4 separate regions of the Mus musculus genome follow, and regions 2, 3 and 4 are each linked to region 1. Evidence: chromatin contacts called from public HiChIP or PLAC-seq data. All regions are on one chromosome and are shown on one strand. The core of a region is the stretch at or near the end of the contact, and the rest is flanking DNA. Distances in the headings are between cores, read along the strand shown. Region 1 holds the start of Izumo2 (IZUMO family member 2). Region 2 holds the start of Ap2a1 (adaptor-related protein complex 2, alpha 1 subunit). Region 3 holds the start of Ptov1 (prostate tumor over expressed gene 1). Region 4 holds the start of Pold1 (polymerase (DNA directed), delta 1, catalytic subunit).

What was found. HiChIP or PLAC-seq counts read pairs in DNA pulled down with a chosen protein or histone mark.
Region 2: an H3K27ac HiChIP or PLAC-seq map of embryonic stem cells shows a contact between it and region 1, with 3 times the contacts expected there. The contact joins the promoter of Ap2a1 here to the promoter of Izumo2 in region 1. A contact is called at or near these places in 3 of 39 promoter capture datasets (cranial neural crest, embryonic stem cells and hippocampal neurons), 2 of 484 Hi-C or Micro-C datasets (embryonic stem cells and pre-B cells) and 7 of 115 datasets of contacts at active chromatin or transcription factors (bone marrow-derived macrophages and embryonic stem cells).
Region 3: an H3K27ac HiChIP or PLAC-seq map of embryonic stem cells shows a contact between it and region 1, with 5 times the contacts expected there. The contact joins the promoter of Ptov1 here to the promoter of Izumo2 in region 1. A contact is called at or near these places in 2 of 39 promoter capture datasets (hippocampal neurons and stem cell-derived epiblast-like cells), 7 of 484 Hi-C or Micro-C datasets (all in embryonic stem cells), 11 of 115 datasets of contacts at active chromatin or transcription factors (embryonic stem cells, epiblast stem cells, extraembryonic endoderm stem cells and 3 more) and 3 of 9 other capture datasets (adipose tissue, liver and pancreatic islet).
Region 4: a contact with region 1 is called in an H3K27ac HiChIP or PLAC-seq map of embryonic stem cells, with 19 read pairs. The contact joins the promoter of Pold1 here to the promoter of Izumo2 in region 1. A contact is called at or near these places in 14 of 39 promoter capture datasets (the 3T3-L1 cell line, 3T3-L1-derived adipocytes, the HPC-7 cell line and 7 more), 3 of 484 Hi-C or Micro-C datasets (frontal cortex, neural progenitor cells and pancreatic cancer cells), 4 of 115 datasets of contacts at active chromatin or transcription factors (astrocytes, embryonic stem cells and pancreatic cancer cells) and 2 of 9 other capture datasets (adipose tissue and liver).

The regions. Positions count from the first base shown.
Region 1 is chr7:44,707,241-44,710,438 of GRCm38.p6, reverse strand. Izumo2 (IZUMO family member 2) reads right to left here and starts at 1,709. Exons shown (of 7, transcript NM_001368390.1): 1 at 1,465-1,709; 2 at 1,309-1,383; 3 at 98-184. The coding sequence starts at 1,696.
Region 2 is chr7:44,927,803-44,931,000 of GRCm38.p6, reverse strand. Ap2a1 (adaptor-related protein complex 2, alpha 1 subunit) reads left to right here and starts at 1,511. Exons shown (of 24, transcript NM_007458.2): 1 at 1,511-1,721. The coding sequence starts at 1,655. It also overlaps a transcript of Tsks not described here.
Region 3 is chr7:44,868,135-44,871,332 of GRCm38.p6, reverse strand. Ptov1 (prostate tumor over expressed gene 1) reads left to right here and starts at 1,665. Exons shown (of 12, transcript NM_133949.2): 1 at 1,665-1,982. The coding sequence starts at 1,812.
Region 4 is chr7:44,547,270-44,550,467 of GRCm38.p6, reverse strand. Pold1 (polymerase (DNA directed), delta 1, catalytic subunit) reads left to right here and starts at 1,653. Exons shown (of 27, transcript NM_011131.3): 1 at 1,653-1,713. Nr1h2 (nuclear receptor subfamily 1, group H, member 2) reads left to right here. Exons shown (of 10, transcript NM_001285517.1): 9 at 1-168; 10 at 337-852. The coding sequence ends at 483.

The DNA of each region.
Region 1 (3,198 bases), core at 460-2,959:
AGGGAGAGAAGGGGGAAATCTGGCAAGATGGTGATGCTGGGGGTCCCAGGAGTGCTATTAGGAGGGAAAGAACTGGGTGGGGGAGAAGGGGCGGCACCTTTCATTTCATAGTCTCTTAATGCTCCCTTTAGTTCCTTGATGGCATGTTCCCTGAAGCTCACCAGCTCTTCCAGCAGAGGAACGTCTGAGGAAGGAAGAGATGCTCTTCAGTGCAGGTCCTCATCAAACCTCCAGCCACTTACAGAATTGTCGGACTGGGCTACAGAGGTGGCTCAGTGCTTAAGAGCACTGGCTGCTCTTGTAAAGAACGTAGATTCAGTTTCCAGCTCCTACACGGTGGCTCACAAACACCTGGAACTCCAGTTCCAGGGGAATCTGATGCCCTCTTCTGACACCCACAGGTACTGCATGCACAAATGGCATATAATACATGCAGAAACAAACAAACAAACAAAAAAAACAAACCCCAAAACCCCAAAACACTTATACACATAAAATTTTAAGAATTTTTAAGTGCTCCAGATTTTAGAGGTTTTCATTTCGGTTCTTTGCAAAAATGACCTGACTGTCCAGAAAGAGTCTGAATTCTGGAAGGCTCCCAAGTGTTTGAGACTCAAAATGTGTGTGCAGACTTGTTTGTGCTTGAATAACGGCTGGTTCCCGTGAATCCTGGCACCTAGAGCTTTGAGGCTGGCTTTGAACTCTAACTAATTAGAGGGATTCAAAGTCATGGTCCTCTTGCCTCAGCTTCCTGAGTTACTAGGATGACAGGCCACGGGTTTACTCACTGGTGGAAGGTTATTACAAATGTTAGATTATTATATTTTTTTAAAAGACAGCTGTAGAGAGACAGAAAGAAAGGCTTGGTCCAACCTTAGATGGGACCGTGCTTATTCACCGCAAAGAAGTAGATGGCCAGAATGCCTCCAGAGGAAGAAGTCACCCCTTATCCCATTGAAATGATTGCTGTAGTCTGCAAAGAAAGCTGGGAAATGTAGTCTTTCAGCAAGACAATGCCAAAAACACCCCGTTTATAAAAATCACAGTGTTTGAGAAACACAAGAAGACAGAAGTGTGTGGCTGGCCACACCTAGTGATGGGCATTATAGAGATGGGAGTGTCCCGCATACATCGTCAACTCTGTGTGACTTTGGACAGGTCACCTGACTTCTTTGAACCTCAGCTTTTCTCCCTCTCAACCCTTTCTCAAAATTCTGCCTAGCTGTCACAGCAAAGGACACATGCCCGCCCAGAGGAGAAGCTCGGATGCAGAAAGGAAGGCCAGGGGGTGGCTCAAGGGTCTCCCACCTGTCTTAGAGTTAGCCTTTATATACTGGGCTTGGTTCTTGAAGGATGTCGCCACTTTTTCCAGTTGATCCACGACTGCAGACCAGAAGGGAGGCCCTGTCAGGTCAGAAGGCCCACAGCTCCCCGGGCCTCTTCCCTACGCACCCAAGTACACACCCACTTTCCCCACGAAAGCGTTCATTGCATAGTCCCTGAAGAAAGGCCCCTCCATGCTCAACAGCAGGGCCTGCGCGCGCGCCTGCAGCCCTTCCAGATGGAAGCGCTTGGTGACGATGGCATCACGCAACTGCCTGAGCTCCAGTAGCACTGACTGGTCGCACTGCAGGCAGCCCCATGCCCCGGGGCCGCCCAGGCCACACAAAAGCACCAGGGCCAAGGCCAAAGGCATGGTGGGGACTTTGTGACCTCACAGGGGCGACCTCAGAACACTCCGAGTGTAGCTCTGGAATCCAGGTAGTTAACATATTTATTGAACACCTGTTGGGTGCTGTTCTAACCCCCATCCCCCACCCCCACCCCCTCCACCCCCACCCTGCCCTCCTCCAACCCCTAAAGCCTGGCTGAGAAAGACTGAAGTGTCCTGCCTTACTGTAGGCTAAATTTACTAATTCAACAGACTTTCTTGCTTTCCTTCTTCCTCACGTTTCTTTCTTTTTTCCTCTTTCTCTCTTACAACATCTTACTAATTTTCGAAGCCAGGTACGTCTTTAATCCCAGCACTCTGGAGGCAGAGACAGGCAGATCTCTGTTAGTTCTAGGCCAGCCTGGTCTATATTGAAAGGAAATAAAACTTGAGACCTGTGATTCATGTAATGTATGTCAAATAGCCCAAAGAGTTGTTTGTGAGCTTTGAAACCTGGGGCTGAGAACATAGCAGAACAGACCAGGACATGCCGGGACAGGCCCGTCCCCTCCCTATCTCCCACCCCTCTGACCTAAGTTAAATGTTAACAGGCTGCTGATGTTTAAATGGACCAATCATGTGAAACCGTGCCAATTCCTCCCCCAGCCCCACTCCTTTTCTATAAAAACCCCTAGCTTCCAAGCCTCGTGGTCGAATCCACTGTCTCCTGTGTGAGATACGTTTCGACCCGACGCTCCGCCATTAAAATACCTCGTGTTGTTACATCAAGGTGTTGTGTTCTGTTGGTGATTCTTGGGTGCACACAGAATCGGGAGTTGAGTGGGGGTTTCCCCACTAGGTTCTTTCAATATTAGTGAATGCTAGGACAGCCAGAGCTACATAATAAGACCTTGTCTTGGAATAGGTTTTTTTTTTTTTTTTTTTTTTGAGACAGGGTTTCTCTGTATAGCCCTGGCTGTCCTGGAACTCACTCTGTAGACCAGACTGGCCTCGAACTCAGAAATCTGCCTGTCTCCCGAGTGCTGGGATTAAAGGCGTGCGCCACCATGACTGGAAGAATAGTTTTTTAAAAAAATAATTTTTGAGAATTTCACAGACACATACAATGCATTTTGATCCTATTCATCGCCCCAAATACTCCCAGGTCCACACCCGGTTTCTCTTTCTCTTCTTCCTTTCTCCAGCCCTCCCTCTCCCTATTTCTCTTCTAAGAGTGTGTCACACAGCCCAGGCTGGCCTTGAACTTTATATTTATCGAAGGATGACATTGAACTCCCAATCCTCCGGTCTCAACCTCCTGATAGTGGTGATTATCTAATTGTAAGTCCAATTTTAAAAGTTCAAGGAGCCAGTGCGATGGCTCAGCAGGTCTTCAATGTTAGGCTAAGCAGAGAAAGGTCTGGGACAAGCTGTGCCACTAAGAGATCACACCACACAGTAGATCTAAGGCAAGAATGCTATTATGGGTGAGTGGGGGAGGGAAGGGATCTCTAGAAGTTGGACAGAGAGATTCAGACAGACTGACA
Region 2 (3,198 bases), core at 262-2,761, 220 kb before region 1:
GATTGAACTCAGCATTTGGATGTAATAGTCAAGTACTCGTCCACTGAAACAGGACTCAGTCCCTCACTGGGGGATTCAAGGCAGGAGGTTTATATCTGAGCCACACCCCAGCCCCTCACTGGGGAGTTCTAGGCAGAGGCTCTACCTCTGAGCCACACATACACCCATTCTCTCACTGGGGGATTAAACGTTACATCCTTAACCTTTTCTGTTTTTGAGACAGGGACTCTCCATGTAGTCCTGGCTATCCTGGAGCTGTTTACATAGATCAGGCTGGCCTCAAACTCACAGAACACTACCTTCTATTCACAAGGACTCAGTGCTGCCTCTTCCTAGGTCCCAGGACATAACTACCTTCTAGACCCATTCTGGGGGTGTCAAATTAGAAAAGCCTGTCAGGGGTGCCGTTTTGTTCATGGGGATAATAGACATGGACTCTCCCAAGTCCCTTTGCCCCAAATTTCTCAATAACCCCGGGCATTGGTGTTCTGGGGGCTTTGACTTCCCTGCAACTAGTGAACCATAGAACCTAGGGAGTCGGAAGCAAAACAAACTGACCCAGTCCTCAGCTGTGGCTTTAACTGGCTTTTCCTTGAGTGGTTCTCCAGAACTGATGGAGGAAGCAATTTTGATCTTATGACCATTATAGGCAGATTGTCTTCGGTACTGGGGTTTAGGGAGGAAAAAAGAGTAACCTATATTGAAAAATGTTTAAAAACCAAAATAGTAATCCCAGTTTTCCATTTTTGAGCTGTAGTCTTGGGGAAGCCACTCAATCTCTTTGGACCTCAGTGTCTATGGTAACAATCCTTAACCGGCAGTCCCTCCTCTCATGGATAAGAGGTTTGCAGACAAGTCAAATTTCCAGGCGTTGTTTTTAGGGAAGGGAATGCTCCCGAGGCCGGGGCTCGGGAGTGGAGACCGACTGGGAAGAGGGAGGCGCCTGCGTAGTGGACACCTCACGGTCTACCGCCTCGCCCAGCCCCTCTCTGCAGCAGGGAATTGCAGGCATCGCTCCACCTATCGCAGTTCAGCTAACTGACAGGGCTTCTTTCTCCTTCCTTCTCTACGGATCGTCGCCCTTTTGCCCGCCCCCCACAACCGCCCCTTCGAGGGCGGAAGTATGACGCTTCCGGCGAATCGGCAGAGCCTTGCGAAGAGCAATCTCCTCACCCATTGGTCTTCTTTTCCCGAAGTTCCGCCTCCTTCGGCCTCTTACATCCCGCCCTACTGGCGCGGAGCTGGTAGTCCATCCAATTAGCGTTGGTCTCGGCCGTTCAGGGGGCGGTCCCAGAGTGTGTCATCGAACTCCCCCGTCTCTAGGGCAACGCCCCCTGCCTCCCTGCTCCGAACGGAAATAGCCCGGTACTGCACCAATCATCACCTGGTGTCTTTACTATTTAGCCAATCAGAGAGAGAGGAGGGCGGGCGTTCTATTGTGAGCGGCAGGGCTCTCAGCTAACAAGTGGCGTACGTTCCCGGATGACAATCCGTAGGGGCGGGTCTGAGGCGGGGCGTCGGCCTGCAGCCAGCCCGCCGCTAGCCCGCCCTCCCCCGGCCGGCTCCTCGGCGCCGTCTGGGGTCCTTTCCGCCCGGTGCCGCCAGCCAGCCCCGCGCCCGTTCGGCCAGGCTTGGAGCCGAGCCCTCCGCCATCATGCCGGCTGTATCCAAAGGCGATGGCATGCGTGGGCTCGCCGTGTTCATCTCCGACATCCGGAACTGTGAGCTCATGACCGGGGCCCGGGGGTCACGCGGCGACCGGGCGGAGGGAGCAGGGAAGCGCGGGGGTGTCCTCCCGGGAAGGACCAGGATGGCGCGGGCGGACGTGGCGGGAGGAGGTGGAGGGAATAGGGCAACGGGTTAGGTAGGTCATTCAGTGCCATCTCGAGCCTAGATGGAGGAAATCAGGGACGCAGAAGAGATGGGAGGCGGGCAACCACCTAGGGCCAGGGGCCAGAAGTTGGGGAACTGCCCAGGAACCAGAGATGATATAATTGGGGACAGCAGAAAGACCAGATATAATAAAGTGGGAAGACAGCAGAGGGACTCGAGATGATAAAGTGTGTGTGTGTGTGTGGGGGGGGGGGGGGATCAGGGTAACCAGAGATGATGAAGTGGGGAGATACCAGAGGAATCAGAAATAGAAATGGGGTGACAGCAGAAGGATAGAGAAGATAAGGTGGGGGACAGCAGAGGGATCAGTGATGGAAGTGGGGAAACTGCAGAGGAAGCAGAGATGATAGGGTAGGAACAACACCATAGGGCCCCCAGATGATAAGGTGAGGACATAGCAGAGAAACTAGAGATGATAAGGTTGGGGGGACAGCAGAAGGACCAGAGATGAAGAGGTAAGGGACAGAGGACCAGAGGATGATGTATGAAAAGACTCTACATGGAAGATTGTGTAAAAGACATGGAAGGCACCAGGTGTACTTGTGCAGGCCTTTAATCCTACTACCTCTGAGACACAGGTAGGCTGATGATCTCTGTGAGTCCATGACAGCCAGGGTTACACAGAGAGACCCTGTCTGAAACAGCTAACGTCCCCCTAATCCCCCACCCCCAAACAAGGACAGCATTGAAGAGGCTACATGTAAAAAATAAGGGACTATAGTATAAAGTCTTGGGGAACCTAAGATACCAGCAGGCTCTGGGAAGGTATCACAGAGTGAGTGTTTATGATGGAAGCAAGGTATCTTAATGCTCTGTGAGAAGAGCTCTATCAAGCTGGGGGAGGGGAAGTTTGTACCCTGAGGAAGGGAACAAGGCAGGCCTGGATCCAAGCCTTTTTTGGCTTATTACAGCAATATGAGGACCATAGTCCCTTCTAGGAAGGGTTGTAACAATGGCCTGGCCTGGCTGCTGGTCAGCTCTCAACTCCAGGGAGTAGATGCTCTGTGTGGAGCTGTCAGGACCCTTCAGAGGGTCCATGAGTAGATGTGGTCAGCCAGAGCTGGCTTTGTGTTACAGAACTCTGTCACTGGGTGACCTTGAACGAGGGACCTCACCTCTCAGTTTATTCCTGTCAGGAGAGGCTGCTGATGGCTTCTTAATGAGGGGTGGCTGGGCTGATGTGGGGTGAGGTCCTAGGCCAGGTCCTTGTAGCTGCTGTTGGCATTGGCTAACATCTAAAGAAGGACTCCTCCAAGCTGCTCGGGGGCGGGGGGGGGGGGATGTTGAGTTCAGTAGGTGTCAGCA
Region 3 (3,198 bases), core at 416-2,915, 160 kb before region 1:
CAGCTTCAAAATCAGTTGTTGCCACTGCTGCCATCAACTTCATTTGCAGCCAACCTGCTCCACTAGTGGGCTTTGGGCTCTGCCTGGATTCCTTACTGTTGTTGCTATGGAGACTTTTATGTAGACCAGGCTGGCTTCAATCTCATGAAGTTGGTGTGACCCTTTTCCCTTACCTTTTTTTTTTTTTTTTTTTTTGGTTGGTTGGTTTTTCGAGACAGGGTTTCTCTGTGTAGCCCTGGCTGTCCTGGAACTCACTCTGTAGACCAGGCTGGCTTCAAACTCAGAAATCCGCCTGTCTCTGCCTCCCGAGTGCTGGGATTAAAGGCGTGTGCCATCACGCCCGGCTTCCCGTACCTTTTAATTAATGCCTAGTGTCACTACTCAATCTCTATTATTATTGTTTATTAATTATGAGACAAGGCTGTCGTATTAAGTCAGTTGCCCAATCAGGTTTTGAGCTCACTTTGAAGTGCAAGCAGACTCTGAATTATGTGCACATGTGACACAGGACTTGTGTGGGGCTCAGGGAGCACTTTGTAAGGGTCTCTTTGCTCCTCCCACCATAGGGTTTAGGGAAATTGAACCCAGGTTGTCAGGCTTGGTGGCAGACAAGGACCAGGTGACCTCTCTTGCTGCTCACCTTCCAGTTTAGCTTTTTAAATCAATTATAAAACACGAGATTTTTAAAAAGCCAGCCTACTGCCAGGACATTTGCTCCAGGTGACAGGCATCATAGCTTGGGTGTGCTGTCAGGGGCCTGATATAATTTGGTTAAAGTAGTGTATGAATCAGCAAGGAAGAACAAAGTATAGTCCAAATAGGTTTTCTAGTTTAAAAGAAGGCAGGAGGGAACTTCTCGCATGCAAGAGGCTATAAATTCAAACCTCAGCACCCTATATATAGTTTAACAGCCACGTGTAGTAGTGCACACCCAATTAAAGGTGAAGACAGAAGGCTTAGGAGTTCGAGGTCAGCCTGGGTGCATAAGCTAACACTGCGTAAACACAACGCCACTTACATCGAGCGCAGATAATCTAAGGCTGGATAGTATCACAGGTTAAAAACAAACGGAAGCAAGAAATGCCACTGCACAGTCCTTTCAGATCAAGAACGTGATCTGGGTAAGGCAACTGCTAGAAGGCCCAAGCAACAGTGGGCAGACCCTGGACAAATGGGCCAGCAGCTATGCTGGTCACGCCCAGGCTGCGAGAGACCCGCTGGAAGTTGTAGTCTTTTAGCCACCTTGCCACGTCACCGCCTCCAAGAGGCAAGAACGCCTGGTTCCTACATCTACCCCTCAGTCTGGTGGTAGGTTCCGTCGCGCCACCCATTATCCTGTCTACCGCCTTCTGTCCCTCCAGCAGTGAGGACTTGGTATTGTCTCACCAGCTCGAACTCTTGTAGCACAGTTTCTCTCTTGTCATTTCCAAGTCTGAAACCCTCCCTCCCTGACCTTCTTGGTTTGCTCCAGCCACACCCCCTTACAGTCCTCCATCCCTGTTTGTCAGCGCTGGCTCCCCAGCTCCATAGTCTGTTGGTTAGCGCCGGCTCCTCCTCTCCCCGGCGTTGGTCCCGGCTCTCCCTCTTCTTCCACGTTGGTAGGCGCCAGCCCACCCCCCCCGCATCTCCCCCCAGCTTCGCGTTGGTTGGCGCCGGGCTCCCCTGTTCGCTGCAGTGGTTCGGCCGCGGCGACCCCTCAGCGGCGCGTCCCCCGCCGCGGTCCCGCTCCGCTTCTCCCCGAAGCCGCGCGCCCGCGCCTGTCGGTCGGCGGACCCGCAGCCCCCCGTGAGGCCCACGGCCTCCCACCCGCCATGGTCCGCCCGCGCCGTGCCCCGCACCGCTCCGGCGCCGGGGGCCCCCTCGGAGGTCGTGGCCGGCCACCGCGGCCCCTGGTCGTCCGCGCCGTGCGCTCACGTTCCTGGCCTGGCGGTCCTCGAGGCCCGCAGCCACCGCGGATCCGGGCTCGTTCGGCCCCTCCCATGGTGAGTCCCACGGCCTGTTTCCAGAGCCTTCCACGCACGCCCCGCCCCGCCACCCCTCCCCTGGCGGGCGCCTTTGTCCGCAGCGCCCACGGGCCTCCCGCGGGAGGGCGCACCCAGGGGTCCGGGATCAGTCCTTGATCGGCTCTGGGCGCTCCCCTTTGTTGCGCGGCGGGCTGGGCGGGGGGCGGGGTACGGAGGCGGGGCGGGTTCGAATTACTGCTGACTGCGCGGCCGGCTGCACACGCGCGCGGGGGGCGCCTGGGGTGCACGCTTGTTTTTCCAATTGCAAAGTTGGTCCTCGGCCTCCGGGTCTGGAAATGCGCGAAGCGGCCGGTGGAGGAGCCCGGCGCTTACACGCGCGCCCAGCTGTTGCTCGCGGGGGCGTTGTCCCCCGGGGCCAGATGGCGATTGTGGACAGTCCCTCTATTTGCATACCCGCCCGCCCCGCAGCTAGCCCAGACCTTAAGCCTTAAGATAAAGCTTAAGGTAAATATTCAGCTCTGTAAGTTCGTGGGGTTGTCACCTTTTTGTCCACTCAGTAAACGTGCGCGCACTTTCTAGAAACATTGAGATTTTCTTGGGGCAACAAAATTGCCCCCATTGTGATGGTGGACTCGTGGCCACACCTGCGCATGCTTGGCCAGCGGTAAGCTATTCCCTGGCGTGGTACTGACCACTTCAGACTTCTGACGACGTTGTTCTCCGAGGAGCTGAGGCGGGTCTGTCGCCTGGATCACCTGAGGAACGCAGACACACCCCTCGCTGTAGTACAGCCTAGGCTTGAAGTTTTCTCTTGGTGTTGGGAGCCCTTCCTGGGGTCCTCATATGTGTCCCTTTTCTACAAATGTGACTTGGCTCTGGCCATGCAGTGCGCAAACAGCAAATCAGGCATGCGTAAACACGAACTTGGCGCTTAGTGGGCTTCATGTTCCTAGTTTGTTTCCCTGCTGTTGTGGGCATACAGGTGTTTTTGGGTGCAGGCAAACACACAAGCCTCTTAATGGTTATCCCTCACCCCGCACTTGAATAGTTTTGGATTTTGTTTAGGTTCCTAAGTGTGTTTGCCTGATTTTCACCGACTGTGTGGTGGTGTACATGCTGACACTTGTAGTGTCTCACTGCACACCCAGCCCAGGCAGCCAGTGTGCGGATTTGCTGTAATCCTGAGGGCTTGGGTCTGCAGAACCATCAGGAAGGCCCCTCAGCAGTGAAGACC
Region 4 (3,198 bases), core at 404-2,903, 160 kb after region 1:
CGGGCCATGCGGCGGCTGGGCCTGGACGATGCAGAGTATGCCTTGCTTATCGCCATCAACATCTTCTCAGCCGATCGGCCTAATGTGCAGGAGCCCAGCCGTGTGGAGGCCCTGCAGCAGCCCTACGTGGAGGCGCTCCTCTCCTACACGAGGATCAAGCGCCCACAGGTACGGGAGCTGCCTGTTGTATATGAGCAGTCTCAGTATTGGGGTCCAGTGGCACATGTTGGGCACACTGAGCCTGGGGCCTGACCACTCAGGGTGCTGGCTTTCCAGACAAAGCTGGCTTTGCAGGACAGGGCCCCAGCAGGACCGACTTGCCTCCTCTCCCTGCAGGACCAGCTCCGCTTCCCACGCATGCTCATGAAGCTGGTGAGCCTGCGCACCCTCAGCTCCGTGCACTCGGAGCAGGTCTTTGCATTGCGACTCCAGGACAAGAAGCTGCCGCCCTTGCTGTCCGAGATCTGGGATGTGCACGAGTAGGGGCAGCCACAAGTGCCCCAGCCTTGGTGGTGTCTTCTTGAAGATGGACTCTTCACCTCTCCTCCTGGGGTGGGAGGACATTGTCACGGCCCAGTCCCTCGGGCTCAGCCTCAAACTCAGCGGCAGTTGGCACTAGAAGGCCCCACCCCACCCATTGAGTCTTCCAAGAGTGGTGAGGGTCACAGGTCCTAGCCTCTGACCGTTCCCAGCTGCCCTCCCACCCACGCTTACACCTCAGCCTACCACACCATGCACCTTGAGTGGAGAGAGGTTAGGGCAGGTGGCCCCCCACAGTTGGGAGACCACAGGCCCTCTCTTCTGCCCCTTTTATTTAATAAAAAAACAAAAATAAAGTTTGAGTACAAGCCATTCCTGAGCCCAGTGTGGAGAGGGTGGGCCATCTCTCTGCCCAGGTGACTGCGCTTGGTCTAGGTTCAGGCCACAGGGGTAGGGGTCGCTCCGCCGAAGACAGGTTATCTTCATACAGCATAGTTTGAGACACTAAGGCGGATGGAGGCCAGTGGAAAAGGAGAGGAACTTTAAGAGGAGGGTCTCAAAAGAACACTTCTTTTTTTTTTTTTTTTTTTTTTTAATTTTATTTATTTTATTATTATATGTAAGTACACTGTAGCTGTCTTCAGACACACCAGAAGAGGGCATCAGATCTCATTATGGGTGGTTGTGAGCCACCATGTGGTTGCTGGGATTTGAACTCCGGACCTTTGGAAGAGCAGTCGGGTGCTCTTACCCACTGAGCCATCTCACCAGCCCAAAAGAACACTTCTTAGGGCCAGGTTTTCAAAAGCTGAGGACTGCATCTGGCCATGAGTGTCATAAGTCAGGAAATGATTTGTGGGGCAACAGAAGTTATACAAGAACCTGGGCGTGTAGGGACTCTGAGGAAAACAGAAAAGAAGCTTGCTTCTAGCAAAGCATCAGGGTAGCATCCACTGTGGCAGTCTTCTAACGCTCCTGCAGTGGGCGCTCGGGGACCGCAGGCCAAACCCCTAAGAGCCAGGATGCTGGGGGCGTGTCCTTGTTCCGTTAGCGTCATGGGGCGGGGCCACTTGCGAGAGGCGTGGTTGTGGGTCCTCCAGAGTGGGACGTGGTTTGATCGCCCAAGCGGGCTAGGGGCGGGACCCAGCGGGCGCGCCGCAGCTCTGGGCCTGCGCGCAGAGGGTTCAGGGGTCACGGCGGCGTATCTTGTGGCGGGAAAAGCTGTTTGAGGCGGTAAGTAAGGAAGAAGAGTATGGGGCGCTCGGTCGCGCAGCTGACGCCTCGAGCAGAGTGCTCGCAGAATGTCTGCAGCTGGGGGAAGGATAGAGCAAGGCTGGCAATGCAAAGGACAGATCCCCTGGAGCTTAGGACCTGGGGTGCGCTGGACTGTCCGGGTGTGGGCTCAGCGGCGTGCACGCTAGCCAGGAGGGAGGGGCCGGAGGTGCAGGGCGTTGGTGCCTGTTCCGCTGTTCGAGAGACAAGGCGACGGTATCAGAAAGTCCAGCAAGAAGTAGGAATGAGCCGGGAATAGTGGCGCACTTTTATCCCCCGCACTCGTGAGGCAGAGACAAGCGGATCTCCGAGTTTGAGGCTAGTTTAGTTTACAGAGTGAGATCCAGGATAACCAGGGATACACAAGAGAAACCCTGCCTCAAAACCCCAAATTTTTTTTAAAAAGTAGGAATGGGAGGAAAAGTAATGCCTTAGAGCCTTTTCTTTTTTTCTTAGTGCGTGCGCTATGATGCGCACGTGGAGATCTGAGGACAACTTTGTGGCGTTGTCTCTTTCCGCTATGTGGATTCCCTAAGATCTAACTCAGGCTGTTCAGCTTGGCCAACAAGCTCAAATATCCATTCCGCTGTCACATCGGGCCCCATGTGATGCTTTATATACTAAATAGAACAAGCAAATTGATACTAGATGGGACAGTCTGCTTACCCAGTTTGGTGTTTGGTGGGGGAGGTGAGACATATCCCACAGTCCCAGAGCAACTGTCACTGCAGGGTCCCAGGGGAGGAGCCAGGTGTGAAGCTGGCAGTGTGTGAGGTACCCTGGGGAAAATGAATGGTTACTGTTTTAGTGTGCCACCATCACCACAGCGGGAGTGGGAGTGAAGACAGCTGTCCTGCAGGATGCTGCAGCTTCAGAGAGCATCCCTCTAGCGAGTGGGGCTTGCACCTGGGTCTGACTGTCCTGAGGGGAATGGGAACGTTGTGCCTCCAAGAACATCCCTGTCCGGGAAAAGGGGAGACTGAGGTGACAGAAGCAGTTTGTGGGAGTGGAGGAGCTTAAGGGGCCACCCCTCCAGGAGAGGTACAGGAATCCTTGGATCTGGCAGCCCTGGGAGAGGTGACATGAAACAATTGTTCAGCCTTTGGAGGCAGGAGGATGGCATGTTCTAAGCCTGCTAGGGCAGCTTGGTGAGATGATGTCTCAAAATGAATAAGAGAGCCAGGATGTAGTTAGTGGTACAGCCTAGAATCCCTCAGTGAGGGGTTGGGGTGGGACTCAGTATTGAGCCCTGCTGAGTTAAACCCCCAGACCTCTACTGGCTTTTGAGACTCAGGCTTTCTAGCTCAGACTTGGCTTTGAATTTGCCTTTGAGGCATACAGCTTGGATTATGGGTAATGGCAGATCCAGTATGGATTGGCTTATATCTGGGAGGTATGTTGTGAGTGACTTACTGGCGAAGCTACTGTTTGTCATAGCACCGCCTT